Regions from separate parts of the Mus musculus genome. Here region 1 is linked to region 2. The links are chromatin contacts, called in public Hi-C maps. All regions are on one chromosome and are shown on one strand. Each heading gives the region's core, a stretch centred on a gene start, on an enhancer-like site or on the middle of the called end of the contact. The rest is flanking DNA. Distances are from core to core; before and after follow the strand shown. Region 1 has its middle 27 kb from the start of Fmnl2. Region 2 has its middle 31 kb from the start of Stam2.

Region 1 (4,050 bases), core at 606-3,105, 58 kb after region 2:
GATGAGATAAGACCCGTGTCTGATTTAGCTTCTCATTCCCCACATTCCCTTGGAGAGAAGAACCTGACACAAAGGTTCAATAGCAGAAATGAGAGCAAGACATTGGAAGAAGGGAAAAAGATAAGATGAGCCAACTGAGCCAACACAGGATGCTCTGCCGAGCTGATCTATCCTTGTAGTTATTTGTTTTATCACCCAGGACAGTCTGGTAATCTTATCGATGCACCTGGGCACTCTTTGGGCATTTATCCATTCAGGCATTTGATTGTAAGACATTTGGCTTCAGTCAATGATACATAAGGTATAAAGCTTTGTAAATACATTCTGTCTTTATATAGAGCAACCTTGGAACCAAGTGTGTCTGCAGTCCCTTGGGCTCCCTCACCTTTGAACCCCTTAAGTACAATTCAAGGTCTATGAAAAGAATGTGAAGAAGCAGGATCTGTAACTCCACAGTCCAGACAGTGACCTGGTACTGTTCCTTCTGCCCACATTACCCACTGCAGCAGCTTCCATGTGAAACTTTACTCCAGTTACCAGCGATGAGACTCTTACTACTCGTGGTATTACTACATAGCATGGTTTACCACCAATACCCTCCTTATTGCCTTCTTATTGGTAACACCTACTACTAGCTCCAAATTCTCATTCTGAGACTCTGAAGTTTTGAACCATATCTGATTATGATTGTCTTAAATTGAAGGAACCCCAAAACGGAGTGTGAAATAAAGACTTACATAGAGGCAGATATGCTGGTAAATGCCTATTATCCTAGCACTGTCAAGATGGAGACAGAGGGGAAAGGCTTCAATGACTAAAAAGCAATGGATCGGGTGAATGGGGTGAATGCTTAGTAACCCATTCTCTGGGAAAAATTATGTGGGAATATACATGCACAAACATGTGGCTTATGTTTTCCTGGCAAAGATTATGTGTAGTGTATAATTTCTAAATTATAACAAAAAGTACAGATTTCCTTATAGTTAATTCCATATAGCTGTCTTAATTTATAGAATACTTTACTGGATGTAATATGTTTTACTATGATATTTTCATACATGTATATTATTGTACTTTGCTCATATTCATACATATACAACATATGTGGGCTCATGCACGCATGCATGTGCACATACACACACATTGTTCTTACTGATAAACCTTTCCTCAGGTTCTTTTCTTCCTCCCAATAGTCCCCTGCTCCTCTCTCTCTCTCTCTCTCTCTCTCTCTCTCTCTCTCTCTTTCTCTCTCTTTCTCTCTCTCTCTCACACACACACACACACAGAGAGTTGTTAAACCTTAATTCTTTATGTTTTCACTGATTTTTGCTGATGTCTTACATTTGCCTTCTTTTTTTTTTTAGACAAGTTTCACTGTGTAGCCCTGGCTGGTTTGGAAACTCAATGGTCTAGACCATGCTAGCCTCAAGTTCATAGAGATCTGCCTGCCTTTGTCTCCTAAGATTAAAGGTAAATACCACTATGCCCTGCCTTAAAGTATAAAAATTAATAGTCAACCTCCATTTGTGGTTCACAAACAAGTAACTGCAGTACGAATAAATAAATGGTCATTCACTTTAAAAAAAACTGCAACCAATACAAAAGTAAGACAGGATGAGGGCTTGAGAGGTGGCTCAGTGGCTCAGTGGGTAAAAGCTCTTGCTGGATGAGCCTCAGGAGCTGAGTTAATCTCTGAGTTCAATCCTCAGAACCTACATCAAAAAGCAGTGGCATGCAGATGTGATCCCAACAGTGCTCTGGTGAAATGGGTGATGAGGATGTGAAACCGTCCAGTAGCTCACAGCCCAGCAGGCAGGGAGTATACTCCACAGCAGCAGGAACACGTAGACCCTGCTTCATAAGGTCGACGACAGTATGAGTTGACTCCTGAAAGCTGTTCCTTTACCTCTACATGCACAGCATATGTACACCCACACTCACATCTCCTACAAGGATGATGATGATGATAACAATAAAAATAAAAATAAATTAAGTTGTGGGAAAAAGCAGGATGATGTGTGTTGACTTCACTCACTAGGTTTTTTTCTTTAAACTGAATAATAGTTAGAACGCAATTTTTATGCTATTCACAACAAACACAAAACACCTCTAACTCAAATATACATTAAAAAAATCCTATATCCTTTTCTTTCTAAAAAGCATTTATTGGCCCTCAGAAGGGCCCACCACATAGGAGCTGAGCAACTCAGCAGCCGTTTGGGTCCAGATCCAGTGTTTCTAGCTGGTCAATCCCAAGACTTTCTGCATCTGTGAGCTGCTGGCTGGCTGGGAGGAGCCAGTGCTGCAGATCTGGGAGCATATCATCGCCTCCAAAAATGAAAACCTGAAGCATGGCTGTGGTTGAAGACATCTCAGCAGTAGTCTGGTGTTTATGATACTTCAGAGACCAGAGGCCTTAAACTACCAGAGCAACTGGCAGTAAGTATTGCAGGTAGCACTGTGCAAGCAAAAAATATATACTGAGTGACACACTGCAGTTTCCAGTGACACTGCAATGAATGCACTGCAGTTTCCAGTGACACTGCAATGAATGCACTGCAGTTTCCAGTGCCACTGCAATGAATGTACTGCAGATTCCAGTGACACCGCAACAAATGCACTGCAGTTTCCAGTGTCACTGCAATAAATGCACTGCAGTTTCCAGTGCCACTGCAGCTAATGCACTGCAGTTTCCAATGTCACTGCAATTAGTGCCACTGCAATGAAGGATTGAGGAGTGGAGTAGTGGGAGGAGAGAAACTTCACCATGTTGATGTCTGAGGCCTGAGTTACCACCAGAGACCATGCTAATGTTTGTGGTCTGTGCTGCCACCTGAAGCCATATTAATGGCCCTCGTCTGTGGTGTCATGTTGTCACCAGATACCATGAGGAAGTCCATGGTCCATGCTCTTTCTGACTTGTAAAAGGCAAGGAAGCTTCCTCTGCAGTGGTGTGGATGACTGCAGACACAGTTGAGAATGAGAGACATAGAAGGCTTCAGTGTAACTCTCCCCGCAAAAGTAACAACCTAGACAGGAAGCTAGCCAAGAAAACTCTTAAGAATTATGTTAAAGATGTTAAGTGTAGCTCTCCACAATAAGTGGATACTGGCAAGAATAGGGTGAGGAAGGAATTACTTTTCTTTGAGGGGCTGCCCACCAAGAGTTTAACCATGCTCCAGTGACTATATAAGCAACACAGATTGAACTTTTGGAGGGCACAAAGGTAGGGGGAGACCTGGGAGGACTGGGAAGTAAGGGTGATGGGTGTACTATGTGACATTCCAATTACTCAATAAAAATATTATGTTAAAAAAAACAAACACTTATTGTCTGGCCTGGTAGCTCACAGCTTTAATCCCAGCACTCAGGAGGCAGAGGCAGGCAGATCTCTCAGTTAGAGGCCAACCTAGACTACAAAGCAAGTTCTAAGATAGCCAAGTATGTTACACAGAGAAATCCTGTTTCAAAAAACCCAAAACCAAAAACCAGCAAACAAAAACACAAACAAAAACAAGCAAGAATGTATCACAGAGATTTCCCAATTCCAGGGGACCTTCTTCGAGGCCTTATGATATGGGTAACAAACTCTTCTAGCAGAACTGAGAAAGAACAAAGCATTGTGCAGTGGTCCCCATCTGCCATTTAGTTCCAACACCTCACCACAGTGTCAGAGAAGCTCTGAGAACTCAACAGGACACCTACCTACCTGTGGCACAGACCTGGCAGAGCTGCAGTCAGAATGTACCAGATGAAAATGCTAAAGTCCTACACTGGATCTGTTGCCACACCAGCCTCTGGATTTGATGGGCAAGCACACGCAGAAAGCCCCTGCCTCGCAGCACCTAGACTTTCTTTCCTCTACACCATTTGTCGTGGTGCTAATTTGCAATTTATATGTCGAGTCTCCCACTGACTGTAAGTTGTGATGTCAGAACTCCGTTCTCTGTGCCTGGCATTTGTATTCTGCCCATGATAAATGATGACAATCAATACATTTGTCAACTGAATAAATATATGATTAAGAAATAACAGGCATTCTTCAATCAT
Region 2 (4,082 bases), core at 269-2,768:
TGTGTGTGTACACAGTGTGTGTAGGGTGTGTGTGTAGATCAGAGGACATCTGGGTAGAGTGAGTGTTCACTTCCTACTTTGATATGGACTCAAGTCACCAAGCTTCTTCTGCGAATACCTTCACCCACTGATCAATCTTGCCAGGCCAGGATCTCCTTTCCTTTTCCCTTCCCTTCCCTACCCTCCCCTCCCCTCCCCTCCCCTCCCCTCCCCTCCCCTCCCCTTTTCTCCTTTCTTTTCTCTCCTTTTCTCTCCTTTTCTCTCCTTTTCTCTCCTTTTCTCTCCTTTTCTTTTCTTTTCTTTTCTTTTTTCTTTTCACGTGGTTTCACTGAGTAGCCCTGACATGCTTGGAACTTGTTATGTAGACCAGCCTGGCCTTAAATTCAGCAAGATCCATCTGCCTGAAAAGCATCTACTACCATGTAATCAAGTCAGCCAGTCTTCATTTTTTAATTGGAAAGTTGCGAACATTTACATTTAGGGTTATAGCTAAATGCTTTTGTTTTATTTCTCCTTTCCTGGTGGTTTCAAACATTATTTGCTGGTTTTTCTTTCCCACTCATCTCAGAGGTTGGATAGCTTAGTGGCTCCCTTCCCTGAGTTCTCACACTTGTGACTGTCTTTCTTCCTCCCCTGGGTTTAGGATTCTGTAATTTGTGTTTGAGAGGTTGTTATTTCTCCATTGATTTTAATAACTTCACTGAATAGGGTAACCTTAGCTGGGAAGTTGTTTCTCAAGGCCTGAAATGCATTGTTTGACACTTCCCTGCCCTTCTGGGTGTGTGCTGAAACATCTGATACTATTCTAATAAGTTCTGCTTACAAGCTGGTGTTTTGATCTTGCAGTGTTTAATGTTGTTCTTTACTATGCAGTCTGCGTGTTTACGTAATGTGTCCTGGAGAGGTTCCTTTCTTATTTAGCCTTCTGAAGTTCTTTTTTTTTTTTTAATTATTTATTTTATGTATATGAGTACACTGTAGCTGTCTTCAGACACACCAGAAGGTGGCATCAGATCCCATTACAGATGGCTGTGAGTCACCATGTGGTTGCTGAGAATTGAACTCAGGATCTCTGAAAGAGCAGTCAGCACTCTTAACCGCTGAGCCATCTCTCCAGCCCCTTTCTGAAGTTCTGAATGTCTCTTTTCATTGGATGCTCATACCCTCCCTTCGATTTGGGAACTTTTCTTCTGTAACTTTATTGCATAACTTTTCTGTGCTATTTATTGCCCCTTAAGTTCCCTCTATCCCAGGATTCATAGATTTTTTTTTTTTTGAGTCTTGATCAGTTCTGACTGATTGCTGCTGATGAGACTGTGAGATTAAATGTACAGAACCCATTGTCCCCAACTGCTGGAACCCTGCCAGCCAGAAATCAGTGAAGAAATTCAAAGTGAAGTTAGCTTTGCCAAAGTGGAGGCAGGGGCCGGGAGTGGGGTGCACAGTGTACGGGTCCAAGCATTGCTGGTGTGATGAAGCTCTAAGCATGGACCAGCTCTGAGGATGTACAGGCTCAGAGACACGAGATTCTGCGGAGAAAGGGGGGGAGGGGGGGCGCTGAGGCTTCACAGCCTTTCTGCTTCTGCAAGCTTTTCTGTGATCCTGTTAAGTCCTTCACAACCCCAGATGTGCTCTCTCTCTCTCTCTCTCTCTCTGTCTTTTGTTATCCCTACTGTTCTCAGTCACAGGTCCTTATGAAGATGACAAGCTAGCCTTAGTTTACTATAACATTTTTACTCCATAAATCTCCTTAATTTAAAAAAAAAGTTCTTGTATTTAGCTGAAAACACAAGACATATTGTACATAAAAATTAACATATGTTTAAATCATGTTTGTGGGTTTGTAACATTTTATTAATTCTTTAAGAGTTTCATCTATATCTTTATTCTGTAAGCTTTTATGTATTTTTAATTTTTAGTTTTTACTTTTGAAACTTTTTTTTTCTAAAAACAAAACAAACATACAGAAAACTAAAATCAGAAAGGAAATGAAAGGGAGAAACGATGTAATTATAATCTCAAAAGAAAAAGAAAGCTGAAGTCAAATGTTATAGGACATATGACTAGGTCACTAAGACCATGAGCATCTCACAATAACATCACATAAGCTGTTTGTAGTTGACCTGATACATTGTTATAGGACATATGATTAGGTCACTAAGACCATGAGCAAAGTTCCATCAGAAACAAAGAAAACCAGGAAACATGGTTTGATAACTTAAATGCCTTTGGCTGGGGATGACCAAGGTAGTAATCTATGTGCAGTGAAAGATATCTTCAATAAATGAAAGAGAGCTAACATTCCAGACAAGCAGGACCTAAGAGAATTTGTCCCTTGCAGAGCTCACTAGAGTGCTGTTTAAGGGGACGAGCAGAGGTATGGACTATAGTGCAAGGGATAAAATAAAAACAATCAGAAACCTATGAGTGTTTACTGTGCAGACAATGATACTAATCGCCTTTTATTTTTAACATCTGAGGAGATTCTAAACAATTGTGTATTAAAAGGGAGAAGGGAGAAGTGTTAAATATTTCTAACATTTCAGCATTTTCTGGAAAGAAGGTAAAGTTTATAAAAGACAACAGATCTTTAATAAACAAAAATATAGGTAAGAATTAAGATAACATTAAGAGTTTTAATAAAATAATAAACAATTCCCCAATTAGTCATAGTCCAAATACAGAGAGATTGAATCCATCTGATATGTAGACAAATTTGAATTAATTCAAGAGAATTTTATTGAAATCAAGAGAATTTTATTAGACAAAAAAAAAATATTTCAGAGGTCAGTGACTCATTTAGGTAATCAAACTCTTAAATAACTGCAGCTTATTTTTATATCTTTTATTTTACCATTTTATTGTTATTTCTGAGTTAATTGTTTCCCTCAAAGACTAGGTTAAAAATATCACATGTTGTGCATTTTATTCTATTCTTGACTAAAAATAAAATGGAATCAAACACGTACAGAGTAGCTGAATGCCATGTATACCAGTTACCCAGCCAGCTCATTTACACTGAATGGGTAATTTACTCAGTCTGCAACTTATGCTAATTAAGGAAGGGTTACTTTGTTACCATTTACATAATCACACAAGTGTCTGTTCTCTTCTCTGAATGTCATTCTCATCTTGAGTCTCCATTCTTCTCTACTATTAGCCTCTTGAGAATACTTCAGATACTGTTGTCTTTTTCATTGAACTTTTGCAGGCATAGTAACTGAGAGTTAACAAAGTATTAAGAACATACAGGATTTCCTTAACTTAGTAAGTTATAATATTTGTCTTAGTTTTCTGTTGCTGTGATAAAATACACAAAAGAAAGCAACCTAAGAGACAAAGGGTTTATTTTGACTTACAGTTCCAAGGAATACAATGAATACAGTCCCAGGGAGTACAAGGTGGCAATGGGCAGGGATGGTGTGGCTGCAGGACAGGAAGCAGCTGGTCACAGCATCTACATAGAGGAGGCAGAGAACAAGGAATGCCTCCTACTGCTCAGTTCTTCTTCATTGTCTCCATCTCCTTCTCCTCCTTCTCCTCCTTCTCTTTCTTCTTCTCCTCCTTCTCTTTCTTCTTCTCCTCCTCCTCTTCCTCCTCCTCCTCTTTCTCCTTCTTTCTTCTTCTTCTTCTTCTTCTTCTTCTTCTTCTTCTTCTTCTTCTTCTTCTTCTTCTTCTTCTTCTTCTTCTTCTTCTTCTTCTCTTTCTTCTCCTTCTTTTCTTCTTCTTCTCCCACCTCCTCCTCTTCTTTCTGTTTTTCATTTTGAGATCTCAACCAAGGAATAGTGCCATATATAGTGGATAGGCATAATGCTTTTAAATCTCACAAATGTTTCTAAATTCTATCATGTTGACACTTAACACCATCACAGTTGACAGTCTACTTAAACTGTACCTTAAAGAAAAATAGACAGTTACTCTGATTTTCTTTTAAAATTTTAACTCAGAGATGCCAGCTCAGAGTTTTCGTGTACTGTTTTTCTTCAGAGGACCAAAGTTTAGTTCCTAATACTCAAACGGAGGCTCACAGTCACCTAAAATTCCAGTTACTGGGAATATACTAACCTCTTCTATCCTCTGGG

What was found. Hi-C and Micro-C count contacts between places; a contact is called where the count stands out from the background.
Region 1: a contact with region 2 is called in a Hi-C map of the CH12 cell line, with 2.2 times the contacts expected there. The contact joins two enhancer-like sites. A contact is called at or near these places in 1 of 39 promoter capture datasets (the 3T3-L1 cell line), 1 of 15 datasets of contacts at CTCF or cohesin (the NIH/3T3 cell line), 32 of 484 Hi-C or Micro-C datasets (the AML12 cell line, the C3H10T1/2 cell line, the CH12 cell line and 25 more) and 1 of 115 datasets of contacts at active chromatin or transcription factors (forebrain).

The regions. Positions count from the first base shown.
Region 1 is chr2:52,828,921-52,832,970 of GRCm38.p6, forward strand. No RefSeq gene overlaps it. Among named protein-coding and RNA genes, the nearest start is that of Fmnl2, 27 kb to the right of the region's middle. Within about 2 kb of position 1,856, at least 8 of the 459 cell types and tissues checked have an H3K27ac peak or open chromatin away from gene starts, as enhancers often do. A contact at or near this core is called in the CH12 cell line, where this site is marked.
Region 2 is chr2:52,771,548-52,775,629 of GRCm38.p6, forward strand. No RefSeq gene overlaps it. Among named protein-coding and RNA genes, the nearest start is that of Stam2, 31 kb to the left of the region's middle. Within about 2 kb of position 1,519, at least 5 of the 459 cell types and tissues checked have an H3K27ac peak or open chromatin away from gene starts, as enhancers often do. A contact at or near this core is called in the CH12 cell line, where this site is marked.